2 separate regions of the Sus scrofa genome follow, and region 2 is linked to region 1. The links are chromatin contacts, called in public promoter capture Hi-C maps. All regions are on one chromosome and are shown on one strand. Each heading gives the region's core, a stretch centred on a gene start, on an enhancer-like site or on the middle of the called end of the contact. The rest is flanking DNA. Distances are from core to core; before and after follow the strand shown.

The links. Promoter capture Hi-C pulls out the DNA fragments that hold promoters and counts their contacts.
Region 2: a contact with region 1 is called in a promoter capture Hi-C map of fetal liver, with 4 times the contacts expected there. The contact joins the promoter of MORF4L1 here to the promoter of IREB2 in region 1. A contact is called at or near these places in 2 of 5 promoter capture datasets (fetal liver and liver), 1 of 47 Hi-C or Micro-C datasets (heart right ventricle) and 1 of 2 datasets of contacts at active chromatin or transcription factors (alveolar macrophages).

Annotation. Positions count from the first base shown.
Region 1 is chr7:47,526,536-47,532,569 of Sscrofa11.1, reverse strand. It overlaps IREB2 (iron-responsive element binding protein 2), which reads left to right and starts at 3,371. Exons shown (of 23, transcript NM_001167781.1): 1 at 3,371-3,468; 2 at 4,892-4,981. The coding sequence starts at 3,450.
Region 2 is chr7:48,048,161-48,054,622 of Sscrofa11.1, reverse strand. It overlaps MORF4L1 (mortality factor 4-like protein 1), which reads right to left and starts at 4,573. Exons shown (of 12, transcript XM_001927741.5): 1 at 4,307-4,573. The coding sequence starts at 4,346.

The DNA.
Region 1 (6,034 bases), core at 2,122-4,621:
CCTAGAACTTAATCCCATTTGGAAATAAATGAAAATATAATTTGTGTATGGTTTTAATATATATGTTCCAGCAAAGCAAATATCATGTAAAAAGAGGAAAGATGGCTATTTTGTTTGGTTTAGAACTTTGCCAAGAATTAGTCACTGTTCCAGAAAATCAACAACGAGGCTTCCAATGATACTTGAGTCACCAATATATTTCATTAGCCTCCATATAACCTAGTCATTCATGATACAAATGCACATAGATCATTTGTTATATACATGCATTTGTGATGTAAATTTTTGCATAACATGCTTTTAGTCCTTATTTTGCTTTTTTTTTATTTTTTATTTTTTGTCTTTTTTTGGTCTTTTCTAGGGCCACACCCATGGCATATGAGGTTCCCAGCCTAGGTGTCTAATCAGAGCTTTTGCTGCTGGCCTATGCCAGAGCCACAGCAATGCTGGATCTGAGCCGAATCTGCGACCTACACCATAGCTCACGGCAATGCCAGATCCTTAACCCACTAAGCAAGTCTAGGGATCGAACCTGCAACCTATGGTTCCTAGTCGGATTCATTAACCACTGAGCCACGACGGGAAATCCTAGTCCTTATTTTGAACTGTCAAATATAAATAAAAAGCATTGACTACATTCGGCTGAATATATTATTTTCTGTAAAATCATAAGTAGATGCAGGCATCTGATTACATCATGTCATGCAGTTGTAGATGTGCCTGTGCACCTGCATATTATAACACGTATTATTTTCTAATCAATTACTTTACTTTTATTTCTCCTTTACATTACAGCTAGGGCATTATATAGATTATTTTATTGCTTTGTATGGGTTATATTATCTGTGAAATTCATGCCAGGATAGTAAAGGAGACATTATAAATTGTACGTTGTAGGAAGAGGGTATTGGGTTTGCTAGGGTAGAGAACTACTGGTCTAACTTCTGGTCAGTAAGAGGTGTGTGGAGGATCTTTAGGAAAATATTTTCTTCTCTGATTTAAAAAGACGGCGGGGGGCGCTCTGCACCACTTTCCCTTCCTCTTTTGGAAGTTGTAAGACAACATAATTTTTCTGTATGATGCAGTCATCTTGCAACCGGGAGGCAGCAAGTCTGAGGAAGGAAAATTAATATGTTGAGGAGCATGGGGCCAAAATAAGGAATGTGCCTGGGTCTTTGATGGTGTTATTGATCTTGTTGCAGTAACCCTGGATCTGCCTACTATGGACATTATCGTGTGAGATAATTACAGATCTGTATTATTTAAGCTCCCATTGGTTGGGTATTCTCTTGCATGCAACTACAAGCATCTAACAAAGATATGGAGAATACAGTAAGTGGGCAATTACAATCAAGTGCTCTAATTGAAATATATAGGAAGATAAGGAAGCATTTCATCATATTCCCAAGCCAAACTGGGGGTTGTGGAGTTGTATTTTCTTTAGGAAATATCTGGACTAAGGCCTGAAGACTGAGTAGTAGCAGGACAGGGCACAGCACAGTGTTCCACAAAGGAAGAACAGCAAGTGAGACACTACAGCGTGACGGAGAAGTGATTCTGCCTAAAGGAAGTTTCCTGAAAAGGTACAAACAATAGGTATGAGATACCAGAGAGAACCCTGACTCAGTCACTTGGTAGCTGAGCAATGTTGTGTAAGTTTCTTAACCTCGCAGAGTTTCAGTCTCATTATCATGAAAATGACAATTACAGTAGTACTCATGTCCCAGGGTCTTTTTGAGAAGACTGTCAGTCATCTAGACAGGATATGTTCAAATCTAGACCTGGGTGGTGGCCGAGGGAATGGTTAGAAAGGCACATAAATAGAGGAACTATACTGGGGTTTGCTTCAGCAAGGCTTGTTGGGTTAGTGATTAGGGTAGAGGGTACAGGATCAAGAATGATGTCTCTGTGGGAGTTCCCTGGTGGCCTTGAGATTAAGGATCCCACGTTGTCACTGCTGGGGCTTGGGTTCGCTGCTGTAGCGCAGGTTTGATCTCTGGCCCAGAGATTTCTGCAAGCCACAGACACTGCCAAAAAGAGAGAGAGAAAAATGGTGTGTCTGTGTCTGGCATGGGTAACTTAGGGGTTGGTGGTGCCATTCATTGATACAGGCAATACTAAAGGAGTAAAGGGTTTTAAGGGGAAAATGATGACTTCTGTTTTGGAGATTTTGAGTCTGGGGTGCCTGTGAGATATGGAGTCATCCAATAGGTACTAGAATATACAACTATGGGCTTAGGGGATGTGTTTGGGTTTCAGGGACACCTCTGGGCTTAGGAGATGTGTTTGGGTTGGAGGTAGACTGGTAAATAAGAACATATAACTAATAACTGAAGCCAAAGGAGAGAGTGAGATGCGCCGGGAAAACAGTGCAAGGCCAGAGCCCTGGGATATATTTAATACCAGTACATTGAATGGCTGGGCAGAGGAAGAGGGGCCTGCAAATGAGACTGAGACGGAGCACCCTTAAGGATAGGAAGAAAAACAAGTAGCATCTGAGGTCACAAAAACTGATGGAAGAATATTTCTCAACAAGGGCAGAGATCAAGGAGAATAAGGATTGAGAAACGTGTGATTAGCGAATGGGGTTATGGCTGTCCTTGACCAGAGGTGTTTCTAGCGGGTGGAAAGCAGACTGGAGAGGGATAAGGAGTGGGAGGGGAAGGGAGAGCGCAACCAGCGCTCTCTGGAAAGCTGGCTGCCAACAGGAGATAAGGCGGCAGAGAACGCAGGTACTAGAGGAGCGGAGGCGGAGGCGGGATGGAGACTTTAGCATGATTAACTGCCCATGGGAAGGAGTGTGTGGAAAAGGAGAGAATGAAGCTACAGGGGTGAAAGGAAAATTCATTCAACAATTAGAGCGCTTCCTACATGCCAGATCAGTCCGGTCACCCTCTCCAAGAACACGCGTGCAGGCCACACATACGACAGGTTTAGCCTGAGACTATCTTCTGGTGAAAGGGGTTCGCCTTAGGCTGTTTTTCCTAGGAGTAGCAATTCTGACTCCTCCCTCCCCCACACCGCTGGATATCCCGCTGGAGCCCTTGCACCGCTGGATCTCACAACCTCAATTAGATATTTGAAGCCGCAACTTAGTAACGGATCGCTAGGAGGGCCAAGCTAGTGCCGTGGAAGATACAGCCGCTCCAGCCTTAGCGTCCGATCGCGAGAACAGGGACGCAGGCGCAAAAAATCGCCTTCTCGCTGGCTCCGCCCCTTCTCTTTCTTTGTCTCCACGTCCGATGATCTCGCGAGAGTTGGGCGGCAAATCCCGCGAGCTCAGACCTAGACCTGGGGTCGACTCTGCGGCTCTCGCGGTGTTTGCGCGAGACTGCTCTTTTCCTTCTTCCCTTGCGGGTCCGCCTGCCTTCCTCCCCTTTTTCCCCGCCCGGCCTCCCCCTCCTTACCCCGCGGGCCCCCTCCCCGCAGGGATAATATGGTCTCCGGCGATGGACGCCCCAAGTGCAGGTTAGTTTCAGTCCGCCCCCTGGGATGTGGCAGCTGGAGACGCGCGCTTCCCGGGCTCCGGGTCCTTTGCTTCTCGCCTGGAGTCACTCGGCCGGCTCCCGGGCCCTCTGGGCTCAGGTCCTGCTCCCTTAAGGCCTGCCTGATGGGCCTCACTCTCTGCTTCCAGGCCCCGAGAGCCCGGCCTCGCCGCCCTCGCCCCGCAGCGTGACCCCATCAGGCCCGTCCGCTCCGCCGCTGGCCTCGACCAGTGGCGGCGTCAGCCTGTTGGCCCCTTCCAGAGTCTTTTGGTACTCCTCACTTAGCACTACGGTCAGGGAGAGGCCCACTTTCGTCCTCTCCCCGCCCCCCATTTGTAAGAGATGAGGGTGGGGGCCGGCGTCTCCTTGGTTGGGTCTCTCGCAGATAGTTGTTTATTCCGCTGTCCAGCCTCAAGTCACTCCCTCTCTCTTTGCCTCTGGAAGCGGAGTGGGGGGCGGTCAAGGCCGAACACTGGTTAATCAGTTCCCAGACCATTTATTGCAGCTCTGGGTCTCCTCCGCCGCCCCCCTACCCCCAACCACCTTCTTAGCTTCCTCCTCAATAAAAAAGAGGAAAAACATTTAGTATTCCCCCAAAGTGAGCTCTGCTTATTGCTTCTCATTTCCGAGCAAGGTCCGAACAATGTTGAGGGTCCTGCCCACCCACCGCAATGAGTCTGCACAAAAGCTCTGAATGTTCTTTAACCTCAAGGCTGCCTCCCCACTACTTCAAGAATGTAGGAGTTGGGGTACATTCGCAGGAGACCCCTGGGTCTTTGTAGTTAAGCGTCAATTCATGCAAAACCAGGAAGACATGCTAATATACCCAGATGTTTTGTTTTTCACCTTTACCCTTAGTCTTAAGACCTATTAAGGTCTGACCTGATAAGTTGTTTTGGTTTGGTTTTGATTTTGTTCACGTTGTTGACTACAGTGTAAAAATCTGTCTTTTGATTATTTTTTTAAAAAAATTCTTATAGTTGTGACGGTTCTCAAATTGTCCTGTCTGTATTTACGCAGGTCTTCACAAAATATACCTATACTTCTTATAAATAATTCTTATTGTCCCTTTCTAGGTATTCTTTGTTATCACATTTCAAGAGTTATTTTACCAGTTTTTAATTCGAGAAGAGTCATGGTTTAGAGTTATACTATCCAATACAGTGGACGCTAGCTACATGTAACGATTTAAATTAATTAAAATTTAAAACTCTGTTCATTGTAACCATATTTCAAGTGCTTAATAGCCACATGTGGCTAATGGCTACCTTGATAGACAGTGCAAAGAATTGAACTTTTGGACCACTGCAGAAAATTTTATTGGACAAAGCTGATTTCTAGCTATTTTTTGTTTGAATAAAGGTCCTTTGTATCTGTGTTTAATGGAAGTATAATTTTTTTTTCAGGATATGCCTTTGAGTACCTTATTGAAACATTAAATGACAGTTCACATAAGAAGTTCTTCAATGTACCTAGACTTGGAGGCACCAAGTATGGTAATGTTGCCTAAATTTTCTTGGGTTTGTTTAGATTCTAATAATAAAAATGCAGTGGTTGAGCTGAGTTGAAGAAATTGTAAATTTATTTCCACCATGTTGTAGCAGTACATCTACACATATATGTAACATTTTAAACACTCTTCTTGGGACAGCTTTTATTTGAGGAAGATGTAAGCCCATACCTTACTTCTCATTTAGACTCTAAGTTAATGTAGTAATGATTTTTCCCCCCAAAGAAACTACTAATACAATTTTAAAAAACAACAGAAACCTGACTGGTGATATTTTAGAGCTATTAAATGTATATTTTAATTCTTCAAGTGAACAATGCCCACAGTTCTTTTTTTTTTTTTTTTTTTTTTTTTTTGGTCTTTTTGCCATTTCTTGGGCCGCTCCTGCGCATATGGACGTTCCCAGGCTAGGGGTCTAATCGGAGCTGGAGCTGCCAGCTTACACCAGAGCCACAGCAACGCGGGATCCGAGCCACGTCTATGACCCACACCACAGTTCACGGCAATGCAAGGCCAGGGATGGAACCCGCAACCTCATGGTTCCTAGTCGGATTCATTAACCACTGTGCCACAACGGGAACTCTAGTGCCCACAGTTCTTGATCTGCTATCCTTTGAATAGGAATCATCAACAGGGCCCACTGGTTTGAGTTGTTCACCAGGGCCTGATTTGCCCAGGCTTGTGCACCAGAACTCTTGGCAGACCTTTGCAGGCGCCTAATCAGGATCAAACCTTTCACTGAAGTCTAAGAAGAGTGAATTTGGCGGAACCCCAGAGTACTGGATGGAAGTCTTGACTTTGTTGACAACTGAGTACCTTTCTCAACCAGGCCAGTGAAGGGAAGGCCTGCTTAGAAGAGTGATTTAGATTATTCAGACTTTTCAGTGAAAACTACTTGAAAAGATAAATGCCAAATCGATTGCAGTTTTGGAGGGAGCATTTCCCTTAATCTTTTTTTAAAAACTTGTGTTAAGATTGTGTTCATGATTTTTCTGTAGGTTTTAATGGATATAAATGTTCTAGACTGCCATTAGCAGTG
Region 2 (6,462 bases), core at 3,324-5,823, 520 kb before region 1:
TCATTTGACTGGCTAAGAAACAGACTTCTTGTACATATGGCTTCAACAGACCCAGAAGTAAAAAAAAGCCAACACGGTCAGCTCTTTTAGCTCCAAAATCACATAGCCTAGTAACTCAATTCTGAAGAGACTATATAGAGCAGTATGAGTGACACGAATATGTATGTAACCAAATAGTTTTGTGGGTTTTTTTGGTTTTGCTTTGTTTGCTTTTGGGGGTCACACCCATGGCATATGGAAGTATCTAGGCTAGGGACTGAATTAGAGCTGCAGCTGCCAGCGAGGCCACAGCAACATGGGATCTGAGCCACATGTGTAACCTTCATCACAGCTCATGGTAACACTGGGTCCCCAACCCAATGAGTGAGGCCTGGGATCAAACCTGCATCCTCATGGATACTAGTCAGATTCATTTCTGCTGTGCCAAGCCACAACAGGAACTTCCTGTAACTAAATAGTTTTGATAAGCAATGTCCTGCTGCATATGTATAGCACAGAGAATTACATCCAATCACTTGTGATAGAACATAATAGAAGATAATACGAGAAAAAGAATGTATACATACGTATAACTGAGTCACTGCTGTATAGCAGAAATCGACAGAACATTGTAAATCAACTATAAAAAAGGTAAATTAAAAAAGCTTTGCACAACTTACTGGACTTCATATTTTAACTATCTTCCTTAGTAATAAGAGTAACTGATGAGATATTTGGGAAGGGCACAGAGAAGGGACCAGGCTGAGGGAAACAAATGGTACAAAAGCGTAGAAGAAACACGATATAAATTACTGTGCAGTGGTCCACTCTGAGAGAAACGCTGCCAGAGGTCGCTAGGCCCACAAAGAACTTAAAGTGGAGACTAGGAACAGGGAGATCAAAGACTTCTTTCAATAGTCAGGGATAAGAACAGAAGTAAGTATGAATCAAAAGCAGTAAAAGTTCACCTAACCCCAAGTAGAAACAGTTTAAACCTACTTTCAGCATAGTGGAGCATTAACTAGAACAGGAAATGGAGGAGGGGGGTTTCAGATCAACTCTGGCATAAGTTACAGTGGCTACAGGATATCCAAACTGATCTATCTAGGAAGCAGTTGAATACACATGTGTGGAGCTCATGAGAGAGCTAGGCTCTATATTTATAGATGGGACAAGATTTGTATTTATATTTATACTGTGGACAAGAATGACCATGGGGATACAGATAAGATATAGGGCTAATGAATAAATAGATGAGACCTCTGTCTCCAAATTTAACTCTCCAGGTACTATTTAAATGCACCTGGAAAATGGCCTTCCTCTTTACCCTCTCCTTGTGGCTGCTGCCGCCAGAGTCAAAGACAGCTGTATGGAAGCTAAGACCCTTTAACCTCCATTCTACGTATCTGGTCCTAATATCCTGTTGAAAAATTATACAGCTTGGAGATTATGACCCAGGACAACAAATGTCTATTTTTTCATTGAAATGGAAAGACTATTAATTGGGTGCTGTCTCAGATACGATTATTATTAAAAACCTTTCTCCACTCTTAATCCTTTCTAGTATCAAGCTACAAAGGTAATTTTGTCCAAAGCCCTCAAATTCAAGTGTGATGAGATTATTACAACTCCCTATCCTCCCACTGGCTTGCTTACTGGGTATATTACTCAACACTGGGCATCAACCAGTCTTCTGACAAGCCAGAGATCTTCCGCCTGACAATGGCTAGGTGCCCAATAGTATTCTTTACCTTAAGCTTTAACATTTCAAGTGAATGAGCAAATCCAGTACCAAAACATCACTCTGCTTAAAAACTGCTTTTGTAACATTTGTTGTGCCTTCACTAAGAAAAACTTTCAAGTTTAAAGGAATTGTAATAATTCATACTTCATTATTTCTGATAATTCATACTTTCTGTGTCTCGGTATAATTCTTAGTTCTAAAAGAACATTCCTTTTTCCTTACAAGATATTCTCTGAAAATTTGTTATAAATAACTAATCATAATTTCTTAAAGATAACTATACAACTCAACTTTGATGAGAGTAGAAAACATGTTTGGAAAGTGATGGTTAAGTGCAGAGTCTCTTAGGTAGCTTTCAAAACGTTAGATACTTGGTTCCTACTCTTCCCTAATTCATCACTATAGCAGGACATGGATTCTCCTTCACTGTTAGCCCCCCTCTCTCTAAAGCACTTCCTCCAGAATGCCATCCTTAACTGTCCCAAATATGGGTGATTTCTGCTTTGATATCCAACAGTGGGGATTAATTTTTTTCTTCCATGGACCTTTCACAAGTCTGTTAAGCCTAGAAGCCCTTCCCCAGAATTTTTCTCTAAATATGTAAAACAGTATTACAAAATTGTTCAACTGTATTGAAATAGTTATCAAAACATTTAAAATACCACATTCTATGGCAATATTAAGAGTCCTTAATGTAAACATTTAGCTGCTGATTCAATAACTACAATTCTGAAGTAATGAACAGCAAACATCTTAATGTATCTCCCACAACTGTAATGCTGGGATGTGAAAACATATAGCTAATACTATAAGTTTTTCATTTTGCTTTTTTTTTTGGGAGGGAGTCCTACATTCATAACTGAAATACTAAATTTTAGTTAAACAATAGAAAAACAACTTTTTCCCATCCAACTTTACGGATCATCTGAATTATAAACACTGACCCTAGATTAACAATCCCTGCTGCAGACCGAGAACAGACTTGTGGTTGCTAAAGCGGAGAAGAAAAGGAGTGGAATGGACTGGGAGTTGGAGATTAGTAGATGCAAACTACTACATTCAGAATGGATAAGCAACGAGACCCTACTGTATAACACAGAGAACTACTGGCACTCTCTTGGGATGGACCATGATGGAAGATAATATAAAAAAGGGTGTGTGTGTGTGTGTATATATATATATATATATATATATAATTGGGCTACTTTGCTGTACATCAGGAATTGGCACAACACTGTAATCAACCACACTTTAGTAATTTTAAGTAAAGGTAAAAAAAATTCGCAGCTAGAAAACATGTTTTTTAAAAAAGCAATCCATAAAGTCATACAGCTTTTCAAGGTGGTGAGAAAGCAGGTATTGAGAGTCAGTTATAACAGAAACGCCCTTGGAAAAACCTTAAATATTCCATAAAGCTATAATATACTTGGGTTTTGTGCATATGATTCTAAAAGTAATTGTAACGTCCATTAATGTTTGAAAATCCCTACAACAATATTTTTGCCTACACCTCGATATCTATGGTAACTACCACATACACCTATAGTAATGGAAGGGAAATCTGAAGTGTTCTTGCATGCCTTACAGAATTTTACTTCCATTTTAGCTGTCTCCACCTCAATATAAATTAACAGAAATGTTAAATATAAATATTAAAGAGCCGTCTTCCACTGGAAGTCAGGTTCTACCGTCAACCAAGACACGTCCATCAAAAACAAAAAAAACCTTTCCAATCACTGTTAATCAAACGTTACTGCAATGAGTCAAGCAGCTGCAGTATTTAAAAGACGACTACAAGCCAATAGGACTTATAAAGCAAAGGGATGCCTTCAAGGAACACAAAGCCGACCCAGACGCCCGCGGTTTTTCTCTTCTCCTTCTCCTGTCCCCACCCACCTCCCTGCGGAAAGCGCCGGAGAACCAGTTCGCGTACCGTGGCGGTGGAAGAAGGGGGCGCTGCATCTGCCCTAAAGCAGCGTCTGCGGCCGGGAGCCGGGGACCGAGGCGCCGGCGGCCATGATGGGGCGGCCATCTTGCAGCGGCCATTTTACAACGCAGTTCTCCCGCCCCAAGGCGCGAAGCCCACCCCACTGCAGCAGCCCGGCGGCTCCACCGAGTACGACCACCTCGGAGCTCGAGGCCTCCCGGGAGTGCCAGCTGTTGACCGCCCACGCCGCCTGGGGGCCCCGCGCCGGCGCCCGAAACCACTGCCGCTCCCTCCCCTCCCCCATGCCACATCACTTCCCCTAACGGCCGCCATGGCGCACCCATCGCCTCCCTACAATAGGCTACTTTCTCCGCGCTCGCTTCACAACAACAAACACTGCACTATGGCTTTGCCACGCAGCAGCGGATCCCTCTCCTACCCCAACGCCTGCATAATGCTTCCGCTTCACAAGGTGCTTTCTCCTCGTGACGCACCGAAATATCCTGCCGCAATGCGCTTTCCCTGCACAAAGCCTTGCCAGCCGCCTGATCCGAGCGCAGCCCTTACCACCCCCGGCCCACAAGCTTCAACTACCCCGAGCCCGCCTCCATCCCCTGCGCCGTTAGATGCCTTTTTTCCCACGGGCTCAGACTCACCCTCCTGGAATTTAGGCTTCGGGTCCTGCTTCGGCGCCATTTATAAGTGATTCGCCGCCGCCTCCTCCTCCTTCTCCCACCACCCCCGACTACCGCCCCCTACTCTCTACCCCACCCAACTTCGCGTCAGACGCGCCGTCAGGCACCGCCAACTCTACATCCTGGGCCCGATTTGCCAGCGCCCGCAGACCTCACAGCACAGCGACCCGCGCAGCCGCCGCCCTAGCCAACGGTTGCCTGCCGCGCACGCGCCCCTGCGACCGAGCCGCCCCAGGGCACGCCGGGAGTGGTAGTTCCAAGGCAGTTGAGGCGCCACGGGATGGGGGAGGGGCGTTGGCCTTTTCCCATCCCCCACCCCCTGCTGCTCTTCCCCACCCCCACCCGGGGACTGCCTGAGGTTTTTAAAGCCGGATTTGTTTTTGTGTGTTGCCAGGGCGAGAGGAAAGGAGGCCGTGCATCACGTGCGGTGAAAGAATGGGAAAGGCCCAGTTGCGGAGCCCCATGGGCAATAGAGGGCCACAATTATATGGGCTTTGAAATAGCCAGAAATAAAAGGCTGCCTCTGAAGCCTACTTTCAATAGCATCTGAGTAGTTTCTGCGTAGGAAATCTTCACGGCCAGCAATCTGGTCAGAAGTGGGTGGATAATGGAGACTGCGTCTATAAATTTCATTGTTTTAGCAAGCTCACTGCCAGTTTTTTTGGTGCGACTGATGGCTGTTTGTCGGCTCCTACTCCTCCCCTACTCCAGCCCGGGGCCTGCAGAAATGAGGACATAGAGGGAGACACCAGGCAGTCTTTTGTGATAATGGAGTTCAGTCCGCGGAGGGAGGCTAACGTGAATAATCACGACGTCGAGATTCTGCACTGGCCCTATTTGTACACATTCTTGCCACCTAATTTCTTTGAGCTATTATTGAATATACACACAACTTAAACGAATTTCCTTATGTCATTCCCTTGTTCGAAATGTCTGCAGTTTGCTCAGCCGCAAAATAGAATAATAGCACCTTTCCATTGGTTTACTGTGAGAATTTCATGGAAAGGCTTAGGATGGTTCTGAGCAGTGAATTAGTGTGCAGAAAACGTTAAGCAGGATGAATCCCAAAGTCTATAGCTTGGCATTTTAAGTCCTTCCACAAACAATCCCCAACCGTCTCCAGGCCTTAGACTTGTCTCCTTGCCTTTTCTAAACCCTCCCCTGAACATGCTACGCTCCCATCAATTCCAGACCTCTCTCCATTTATCTGACTCCAGTTTCTCCTTCAGTCTTCCTTTAGCACAGCCCCTTTGACCACAGAAACCCACAAAGAACCCTCCTTCCATTTGCACCATCTGGTTTCTATTACTCCCTAGGGTGTCTAAGAAAGGGGCAAGGGCTTCTTGGTGACTCCACCACCACACCAGAACTCTCAAGTACACTTCTTTTTTTTAACGTGTTGAGTACAAAATAGTTCAAAATTAAATAATTCCGAAAAGATTTTAATGTAAAAATGAAGGTAGTGAAAAGTCTCTTTCCCACCTCTTATTCTCATCTGCCCAATGCCCAATAAAGTATTATAGTTGTTTGAGTTTCCTTGCAGTTTCTTTATCCTAGCACCCCCATTGTGTTCTTTCTCCATGTATATTGGAATTATTTTTTTTTTTGCCTTTATCTTTTAGATATACAAGTAATATTTGGGTTCTTCATGATGCAATAATTCAGAGGTATAAAATCCAGGGTGAAACTTGAGGAATCCTTTTATTTTCCCTCCTTAACCTCCCCATCATTTGGCATAAATATTTTTCTATACTCCCTAATTGGTTTTGTTGTTGTTGTTGTTGTCTTTTCCAGGGCCACACCCACAGCATATGGAAGTTCCCAGGCTAGGGGTCTAATTGGAGCTGAAGCCGCTGGCCTACACCAGAGCCACAGCAACACTGGATCCAAGCCGAGTCTGCAACCTACACCACAGCTCATGGCAACGCCGGATCCTTAACCCACTCAGCAAGTGCAGGGATCAAACCCACAACCTCATGGTTCCTAGTCCGATTCGTTAACCACTGCGCCATGACAGGAACTCCCGCTGTTTCTATAACTTTAATCTGGTGTAGTTACATGGGTGTTCACACATGTAAAGTAAAAATTCATCAAGTTGTGCATTTATGAGTAACGCA